Linked DNA regions of Danio rerio: region 1 is linked to region 2. The links are chromatin contacts, called in public HiCAR-type maps. All regions are on one chromosome and are shown on one strand. Each heading gives the region's core, a stretch centred on a gene start, on an enhancer-like site or on the middle of the called end of the contact. The rest is flanking DNA. Distances are from core to core; before and after follow the strand shown. Region 1 overlaps aig1 (androgen-induced 1 (H. sapiens)). Region 2 overlaps aig1 (androgen-induced 1 (H. sapiens)).

Evidence for each region. HiCAR-type assays count read pairs that join an accessible place to other places.
Region 1: a HiCAR-type map of caudal fin shows a contact between it and region 2, with 4 times the contacts expected there. The contact joins two enhancer-like sites. A contact is called at or near these places in 3 of 18 Hi-C or Micro-C datasets (caudal fin, embryo and hematopoietic stem cells) and 2 of 4 datasets of contacts at active chromatin or transcription factors (caudal fin and embryo).

Annotation. Positions count from the first base shown.
Region 1 is chr20:40,854,148-40,859,061 of GRCz12tu, reverse strand. The region is part of intron 2 of aig1 (androgen-induced 1 (H. sapiens)); the gene reads right to left. It also overlaps a transcript of hivep2a not described here. Among named protein-coding and RNA genes, the nearest start is that of hivep2a, 59 kb to the right of the region's middle. Within about 2 kb of position 3,366, at least 5 of the 62 cell types and tissues checked have an H3K27ac peak or open chromatin away from gene starts, as enhancers often do. A contact at or near this core is called in caudal fin, where this site is marked.
Region 2 is chr20:40,781,639-40,787,224 of GRCz12tu, reverse strand. The region is part of intron 2 of aig1 (androgen-induced 1 (H. sapiens)); the gene reads right to left. Among named protein-coding and RNA genes, the nearest start is that of hivep2a, 13 kb to the left of the region's middle. Within about 2 kb of position 4,239, at least 20 of the 62 cell types and tissues checked have an H3K27ac peak or open chromatin away from gene starts, as enhancers often do. A contact at or near this core is called in caudal fin, where this site is marked.

The DNA of each region.
Region 1 (4,914 bases), core at 2,117-4,616, 73 kb before region 2:
ACCAGCACTGTTATTTTACCTGAATCTGTATTAAGGCGTATATCATTGATTATCTTTACATTCTTTTTATGTAATAAAATAAACAAACAAATGAATTAATAAATATAATAAAGAATGTATCATTTCAAACTGAAAATCAAAAAAATTATTTATTAATAATTTAAATACAATGAAAAACGTTTTTGTGTGCCATGCAAAATATTTACAGCTTGATTTAGATTTCATTATCTTTTTATCAAATCATATTAGATATAAAATGCCACATTTATCATAATAATAAATAATATATAAAAAAACATAGATGTGGTTTATTGTGGTTCAATTCTCACTGATTAATTTCTTTCATATCTGACAATCTAGTAATATAATTTCTTTCTCTCTCCTCACAATCAGCATCTATTTACAGCTGAATTATCACGTTCTTTACGGAGAAACACAGTGTAGATATTTGATAGGTGCGATGTTTTGTGTTAATTGGATACTGCGGTGCTTTTTTGCGCATCAGTTTCAAACCATCTTCAGGTTAATCACGCACTGAATCTGCAAACCTCTCTGTGCTGTTAACTTGCTCTAATTGTGTGCTTCGTTGGTTGTTTTGGAGCAGTTGGCTGTGTCCTGTTCTCATGCGCTTCAGGGATCTGATGGAAAATACAGTGCAGCGTTACAAATGAGACCCTGCACAGGTTGCCTCCCAATTTTCTCTGCTCTAGTTATCCACCATTGCATGATTTTTCCCTCTTTTAGCATCTTTTCATGACCCTGGTACTTCCAGCAAATGTGAATAAATGACTGATAAAGTAAAACAGGCCCTGGAGAAGTGTTTTCAGGATGTACCCTGCTGATTCGGTAGCTTTTTTTAGAGTTATATACAATTGCACGCTCTCTTGACAATCACCACTCTGGAGGATTGATGGTTCCTGGAGGCACAAACTTCTGTTGTCACCAAAGCATGGAAACAAAACATCCCTCATTTTCGTTCTAAACAGATGCTTTTTCATTAGAGCTTGACAAATAGACTTAAAGACAAGCAGTCGCGTGATGCAAGCATGTTGTAACAGAGAAACTTCTAAATATTCAGTATTAATAAGAAAACACTTTGGTACAGACACAAGAAGTTGTCTTTCTTAGACTGTTGTCTGTGTCTATGGGAAATCAATACTTCCTGCAATACTTAATTAAATTGGTGTACTGGGGAAATTAAAGTTTCTAGTCATTATTGGGTCTGTAACATAATAATACTAATACAAATGCTAATGCTACTATTGCAACTACAAAAAAGAAATACAATTAAATTATAATAAAACTAAAACAATACATATAATAACAATTATAACAACAACAACAACAATAATAACAATGCAAAAAAATAAAAATTTATAGTTTTTGTTAAACAAAATAATAAACAATTACAGTCTGTTATTATTAATTCAAATTATTTTGCTGTAAAGTGTATGCAGAATTTTTAAAAATGTGTTTTATTGTTATTAGTATGTATATATATATATATATATATATATATATATATATATATATATATATATATATACAATTACTTTTTGTAATTGTAGTAGAACATACATAACAATAACAATGTATAATAATAAAGAAATGTTAGTTTATATGTATCCTTATTATGTATTGTATTGATTCAGTTTTGTGAATAATAAAAATAATAATAATTAAAATAATAACTATTCGTTTATTTATTTGTTTTCTTTTTATGTAATGTATTAATACAGTTTTATCCATATTAATAATCATTATTATTATAATTATTAGTTCATTTTTTGTTCTCTTATTGTGTAATGTATTGACTTAGTTTTATCCATAATAATAATAATGCAAAAAAATATAAAATAAAAAAATCTATATTTTAAGAATATCTTTAAAAAAAAAAAGTTTTTAAGTAAAATAAAAAAATTACAGTCTTCAATAATCAATATTAATTTGCTGTTAAGTATATGCAGAATTTAAAAAAATATTTTAGTGTATATATATATATATATATATATATATATATATATATATATATATATATATATATATATATATTACTATTTGTAATAGTAGAACATACATAACAATAACAATGTAAAATAATAAATAAATATTAATTAACTTATTTCTATTCTTATTATGTAAGTTTTGCTGTTAAGTATATGCAGAATTAAAAAAAATATTTTTAGTGTGTGTATATATATATGTATATATATATATATATATATATATATATATATATATATATATATATATATATATATATATATATATATATATATTACTATTTGTAATAGTAGTAGAACATACATAACAATAACAATGTAAAATAATAAATAAATATTACTTTATTTATTTCTATTCTTGTTATGTAATTTATTGATTCAGTTTCATGAATAATAATTATAATAATATTATTTATAAATATTAGTTTTTTTTATTTGTTTTCTTATTGTGTAATGTAATGATTTCGATTTATCCATAATAATAAAAATAATAGTAATAATAATAATAATAATAATAATAATAATAATTATTATTATTATTATTTAATATTATTATTATTATAGGGTGTCGCGGTGGCGCAGTGATTAGCACGATCACCTAACTGCAGTTTTGATTCAGTTTTATCCATATTATTATTATTATTAATATAATAATAAATAATATTAATATTAGTATATGTATCAATTTTCTTATGTAATGTAATAATAATAAAAATAATAATTATAATAAATATTAGTTTATTTATTTGTTTTCTTATTATGCAATGTATTGATTCAATTTAATGCATAACAACAACAACAACAACAACAACAACAATAATAATATATTTAATAAAGACAATTAATACATCATATCACATTTATGGTTGTTGGTAATTGTTGCTATTAATACTTTACTATCATTGTTGTTTTAAAATGTACATATTATAAACATTACTCTTATTACTATTCCTGCATAGTAATACTATTTGTACACAATTATGTGTGCGTGGATAGAAAGATAGACAAGTTTTACATTAAAATACATATTTGCATATTATAGTTTGCTATATTAGTATATCAGTAAGGAAACACAAACACTTAAGATATACAGATCGAAATGCTCCTGGGAAACGTAGTGATTGATTTTGCTCACAAGTATAATCCTCCACTTAACACCCAAATCCATCTGATCTTAGAATTAACACATGCTAAATATGCAAGAAAGAGTGGTTGACATATCTTGCTTCAGCCACTCATTTTATAAGGCGTCTAACTTTACTGCATTCTCTGTGGTTGCTGATGGAGTACAATTCTCTTATGAATAATACCATGACTAATCAGTTGTCAGTTGTAAATATGTCAGTGTCAAAAACTTCAAAGGTTTAGGACGGTAACAGTAATCGCACCCCAGTGCCATTCAGACCGTGAGGACACTTCACAAGGTAGTTAGAGCAATAGATTTAACATTAACGTCACTGAGGGAAAATGTCCATGAGAAGGGGGAAAATAAATGCTAATCCCAGCAGGAAGGTTGTGAGGTAAGCAGAGTTTACTGTGGTGATGGGAGGATCCTTCATCTCCCTCGAGTCCCTGCTGATTAGAGAAGAGCTCACAGCTTGGCAAGGGTCCAGAGCCTCACCTTCGCCATTAAACTTGTTCATTCAGCACTAATGCCAGCTGAGATCTTGTTCCTGTCCTATTGTCCCCTGGCCACAGAGCTGTCAGACTGCATGCTTACTGAGGATGATGCAAAGAAACAGCCCGACGTCCATTCTGCCCTAGATCTCGTCCTAGACCGCTATCTCCTCTCTGACCATTACCGTGAACATGACAGGCCCGTACCTGTCTGCATGGATGGCAATGCAGTCTTTTTTTGTATTTGCTCTCACACTCAGCACATTGTCTGGTTGAGGGACACCTACAGTACGTGTAGGCAGAATGTAGACCGATGCTGTTTTTTTTTTAGATCAAGGGCAATCACATATTCTGTAGTTAAATATTAACGAAACGTCATCTGCCTAGTTTAGCAAGAATTGCACTATTATGTGTTACTGCATTTAGTAAGAGTTTGTGTATTCTTGTGGCCACAGATATTGGATGAATAATTAATTTGAGCAACAAAACAGTGAAGACTGCTCTGTATTTCTCTACAGTGAACAGATGTCCTCTTTATCACGTACGCCTGTAGTGAAAACCACATGATCTTTCAACAAAACATGCATCTGGAAATGCCTTTCCATTGTTTACTGTATATACAGTAGCATATGTGTTCCTGAACATTTCAGTTAAAATCAACTTTAAATGGCAGAACGTTTTAAGAAATGTTATATGGACGCATTTCGTTCACTGCCAATTTAAATATTTTTTAAGATTGTTAAAAGTATATTCACCCAAAATTGCATCCTCTTTAATAATTTACTCACCCTTTACTGATTCAAAACTCGTTTGAGTTTCTTTCTTCTGTTGAACACAAATATTGAATTTCATTGTAATTTTGCTTCCAGCAACTAGCATTCTTCAAAATATATTCTTTTGAGTTCAGGAGAAGCAAAAAAACAAACAAACAAACAAACAAACAAAAAAAACTCTTAAAGGTTTCAAACCACATGAGGGAGAAATAAAGGTGCTATACTTTTCTGACTCATCTAAAGCATAAAAATACCATAATATGTTTGCAGATATTTAAGAAACATTCCAAGTGGACATACTTGTTTATCTAAAAAACAATGCTGACGTCAGATATTCTGCTTTGAAAATGTTTTTTTCTGTACTGGAATGCTGTCTTTGTTTTAGTTCTTTTAACTGGCCCACTGTCACTTTAGCCAATTATATTTCAGCACCCCGGGTTGCCTTGTTGGAAAAACGCATATTTCATTCATTCATTCATCCATTCATTCATTCATTCATTCATTCAGAAAGGCTCTCAAAG
Region 2 (5,586 bases), core at 2,990-5,489:
CGCAAAACACATTTATAACTGTATATATGAAAACTCCAGTACTGAGAACTCCTAAAATGCACCTTATGTTTCTTAAACCTTCCTAAAGAATCCCAAATTATATCACTTTTACGACTGGGATTGGAAATAAATACAGTTTTGTTTTTGAGTTGAAGCAACCTAACTGAACTGGAGAATGGAGCCAGTGCACTCTTGTGTGTATATCTGTATTTTGTATTGTGTGTATATGATCTATGTAATTGACTCCTTTGACATTTTTTGTCGGTAGTCCCTGCTATCCACTTAACTGTATTAACATGTCTTTAAAACCTAAGGTATCAAAAGCACAAATCATTGTATTGACAGAAAAAAAAAGATAAACATAATTAAAAATACAGAATCAAAATAAAAGGGGAACTTTGTGATTTTCAGTGGAAAAACAATATGTACGATATTGGTTTTGACGAATCACAGCACAGGTGAAAAAAAATACAGATTGCTGTTTTGAAATAAATACAACTATGATAACTTTGCATGTCTGTGATGTCTTAATGCTTTTTCTTTCTTTTTTTTCTTGCCAGGAAACTGGAACAAAAATGTCAACGTAAAAAGAAAGCTGATTGAAAAGAGACTGGGTGCATGTTCAGATTGAAGATATTAGTACACAAAGATGTGAGCTGCTAAATTTAGTACATTCAAAACATTATTTTTGCTGCTTGTTCATGCTACTTGCTTAAAATGAGCCAAAGCAACACAATTTTTGAGATTTCTTTGGGACAACTTATTTATGTTGAATCTATTTAAATTTGGGAAAGAACAAACAGGAGGTACTGTTTTGATGCACCAGTGAACCCAGTATTTTTTACAGTGTAGTGCTTGATTGCATGACAAACTGCAACACTAAAACCCAAACGACACAAAAAGGTGGATGTTACAGTACATCTATTCTGCATTTATCATGTCTGACAAACAATCCTTTATTAAAAGGTTTTGTGAAGGCTTCTCATTGTCAACATTGACGTTACACGATAATGTCAAGTAGCAGACCAGGCACCAAACTTCAGAAAGCATGTGATAAATTGCAAACTTGAACCATAATAGAGTAAAATAAAGATATCATTTGTGTAGATCTTCTATTGTGTAAATATACAAGCTGAGTTTCAAGTGCATTAAATAATTAGGTTTGTAGCTTTAAAAGAATTTGACCAGTTTTGAATCCATTCAGCTGATCTCCATGTCTGGCGGGAGCACTTTTAACTTCGCTTAGCATAGATCATTGAATCAGATTAGACCAATAGCATCTTGCTCAAAATAATTTTGAAAATGTTCGTATATTTAAAGCTTGACTCTACAGTAGTCGTATTGTTTACTAAAACTAAAAGAAAATGAACAATTGCTATTTTCTAGGCTGAAATGTCTAGGAACTCATTCCAGCATAATAGTCAAGGAACATTGCTGCCGTACCAATGAACAGTACACGCTCCGTGTAAAAATGTCTAACCTTAGTTATATTAATGGAAGTTAGACGATTTTCCTTTTACACTTGTTTATTCAATTTATATACTTGAATACTGTTGAACGCTCCAGAAAAACAAAGCACAGCTTATTAAGTTGTATCTTTGTTCTACTGTATTTATCTTCTTTTTTTTCCATTTAGTCCTTCTAGGATTTTGGAGGGACATTGTTTTATTTGAATTTCTATACATGCGATCTAAAATGACAGCTCTTCTGGTAACTTATGCCACTATTTGCTACAGTTCTTGTGTTTTTGGTTTGAGCTAGGTTAATCATTCCAAAAATAAGACATTATCTACTTATGATCCACAACACAGTCTCATATGACACATCAATTACTGTTAAACTGATGAGAAAAATTGTCCTTCTCGAACAATCCGAGGAACTCCTAAAAAACTGTGACATGGTCTCCTCCTCATTCTACATAATGAAGCATTTCCCACGCCTCCCTCTATAACAATTTGCTATCTTCTAGGCTGAAATGTCTAGGAACTCATTCCAGCATAATAGTCAAGGAACGTTGCTGCCGTACCAATGAACAGTACAGGCTCCCTGTGAAAATGTCTCACATTTTAAACTTCTTTGTTCAATATATACCTCAATACTGTTGAACTCCCCAGAAAATCAAAGCACAGCTTATTAAGTTTTACCTTTGTTTTACTGTATTTATCTTTTTTCCCCCATTTGCTCATTCATTTAAATTAGGGCTGCACATTATATATTTTGCACATCAATATTGCAATGAGTGTATCTGCAGTAGTCACATCACAAGATAATGCAATGTAGAGTTGGGATTATAGATGACAAGGAACCACAAGTCAAAACACATGAGATTTATGGTGACTTTGCTGAAATTAAGCATAACAGAGTGATTATCTGGATTTGTTAAGGCCTGTGACTATTTAAGCATTTTAAGAGACTCCAAAGAATTTTTAAAGAACATTAAGACGTTTAACACAGATTCACTTTATTTAACAATTCTTATGATAAAGACTATGAATTGTTAATTTACATTTGATTATTAAATTTCTGTAACTTAACACTGTTAGACTCTCCACAAATCACTTCTGTTTATTTCACTTTAATATTTGCTCAATTGTGTTTATTTGTTACTGTGTTTTGTTTATTGTATACAGTGCTCAGCATATTTAAGTACATCTTATTTTAAAAATGTTTTTTTTCCATTTCCCTTAAATTTAGGCAATGTATTTTGGTGCATTTAAACAAAACAGATTTATTAAACAGATATATTTATTAAAATATTATTTAAGTCACCAAATATATTTAGAAATTTAAGGATAATGCAATTAAATACAAGCAAATTGTTGCAAAAACAAATTACAAACTACAAAACTTCAACTAAATTTTTCATTTTTTTTTGCTTCTCTTGTTTTTTTCCTCTTTTTTAAATTGTTATTTAATATTTTTCTATAACCAGGGTTTCTGCAGGTTCCACAGAGTTCCACTCATAAAAGGCTAAAGGCTAAGGAATTTTTCAAATGACCCAGATGGAAAACATTTTTATTTGCATTATCAAAAAATATATAATTTAATACATTTAATAAATAAATTAAATATTTTAGCATTCTAATATTTCTTAGCAAAATACAAAAAATATTGTGTAAAAACAAGCTACAAACATTTGGATACAAACAATCTACTTGTATCCATACACTTTTTTTCCAACATAAACTTTCTTTAAAATAAAATAAAGAACAAATGCTTAAGTTTTAAAAACTACCATAAACTAAATCTTTGCACAACAGTCTGTCCAGGTCGGTGTCCGCAGCAGTAAATACATGGAGCACTTTTTAACAAATGTTATTGTAAAGAAAAAACTTAAACCATTATGATAAATAGAGTTAAAAATGACCATTTAAATAAAAAGTTAAAAGTTTAATTGGATTGGATTGTTGGTAACCGTATGGGTTTTGGCAGCAATTTATGAACAAAGGAAAATTAAGATCCATTAAAAAAGACGCAAAAAGTTAAATATCCGTTAAAAAGACGTAAGACCTACAACACAATATTTCAGTAAATTTAAGACTTTTTAGGGCCTAAAATTTGGATTTTGAGATTTCAGACATTTTAAGACCCCACATTACCCTGTATAAAACATACATTTGGGTGTACAAGTTTTTCATAAGCTCTAGATTTGGCTTCAGTACTGAATAATCTATTATATGCACAAATATAATATTGTGTATCTTCCTATTAAAAATATGAATTTAAAAGAGAGATTGGTAAAGTACTTATATATGCTGAGCACTGTATATATAATAAATGACATAAAAGTACATTTATATTTCACTCACCTATAAAATCATCCCAATCAATATATAGTCAAATTTTTCCAATAGCTTGCCGCCCAAACACACTTCCCTACAAAATCACCACAATAATTCTTATTAAAAAAAAAGCTATAAAGCTAATTTACCTTCATATCACAACACATAACCCATCCTTCTAGGATTTTAGAGGGACAATCTTTTATTTTAATTTTTATATTAGCAATCTAAAACGACAGCTTTTCTGTAAACGTACACAAGTAAGTTTCTGATTAAACTTGGCCGGTTAATCATTCCAAAAATAAGACATTATCTATTTATGATGAACTACATAGTCTCATATGACACACTGATTACTGTTAAACTGATGAAAAAACTGTCCTTCCTGAACAATCCGAGGAACTCCTGAAAAATGTGACACAGTCTCTCCCTTATTCTACATAATGAACCGCTTCCCACGCCTCCCTCTATAGCATGATTGCACAATATAGTCTTATGCAACTGAATCATTTTATTGGGCAAGCAGAAACTCGACTGCCATCATAAAATGAGCAAGTGCATGAACACTATTGGCAATACCACCCGTAATGGCACTCTTTAAAATAATAGAGCTTTGTTCGAACTGACGCTGATTTGAACTGGGACACAACACAAGCTACAATAAATGTTTGTGATCTATTTAACCAGGCGGGCATATTTTCCTCTGCCGTTTTATATCTAAACAGCTTCTGTACAGATTGAATGCGGAGGACAATAATGGATAATTAGTGTGTTAGGTCTACACATAGGTTGGGGGACCAACCCGTAGCGCTGCCCCCTTCCATGGGAACATATGTTTGGAATGGTTACTGTTTTTCCATTTTTTTCTTTTCAGTCTCTTGCCAAGAAGAGAAGAAAACCACAGCCCACATTTTCCATGTGTAGTCAAAGTTCCTACATAGCTATATTCACGGGCGAAAATAGGCCCTGCTGGAGGTCTCCGAATGTCATCTCTGACAGACCCTGAGAATAAGATCATGTCATATCTGGAGATCATGCTGGAAAAAAAGTAGGGAGAGATTTCAAGCTAAATTTGGTGTAATTTCCGACTTCTCACATTGGCGGTATGTTATAAGCACATGCTGTACTGTTACAGTGAGTTCAAGCCGAAGCCAGTATCCTGGTCTTATCTTTAAGACATACTGCCATCTGTTGGCTAAGAGTATTACTGCGTCTTCCCTGTTCATGAAGCCTATCATGAAACACACAGGCCATCTGTGCACTACAATATATCACAATTTTCTATAAATCACACTTCTCAAGAAATTTGATTCACTATGATTTCATTTGCATTATTATGTACATTTTGCTCACACTATTGTTCAAAAGGGTGTAAAAAATACCATTTTTAAATGCACCATAAAAAATGGATGCTTCTTTATTGTTTTTGTTGAATCAAATGAACTGTTTTTGTAGTCACATTTTATCTTACATAAGTCAAGTTTGTATACTGCAGCTAAAATGAATTAGTTGAAAGCTGATTTAAGTAAAAAACAAGTTTAAGTAACAAAAACATTTGTTGTCATGACTTTTTACCTCGCTTTTTTAAAGTGTGGATACATTACAATGATCAAGACATTTACAAAAGTTTCTATTTCTTTTAAGAAGAATCTCAATGTCCAAAACTTAGTTTCTACAAAACCAAATAAAAAATAATTAATTAATCATGGCTACTGCAAATTCTGATTTGTCATCACTAAAATTATTTAAATGTAATAGTTTAAAATTAAAATAAAATTAATAATTGAAATTAATCTAAGAACAT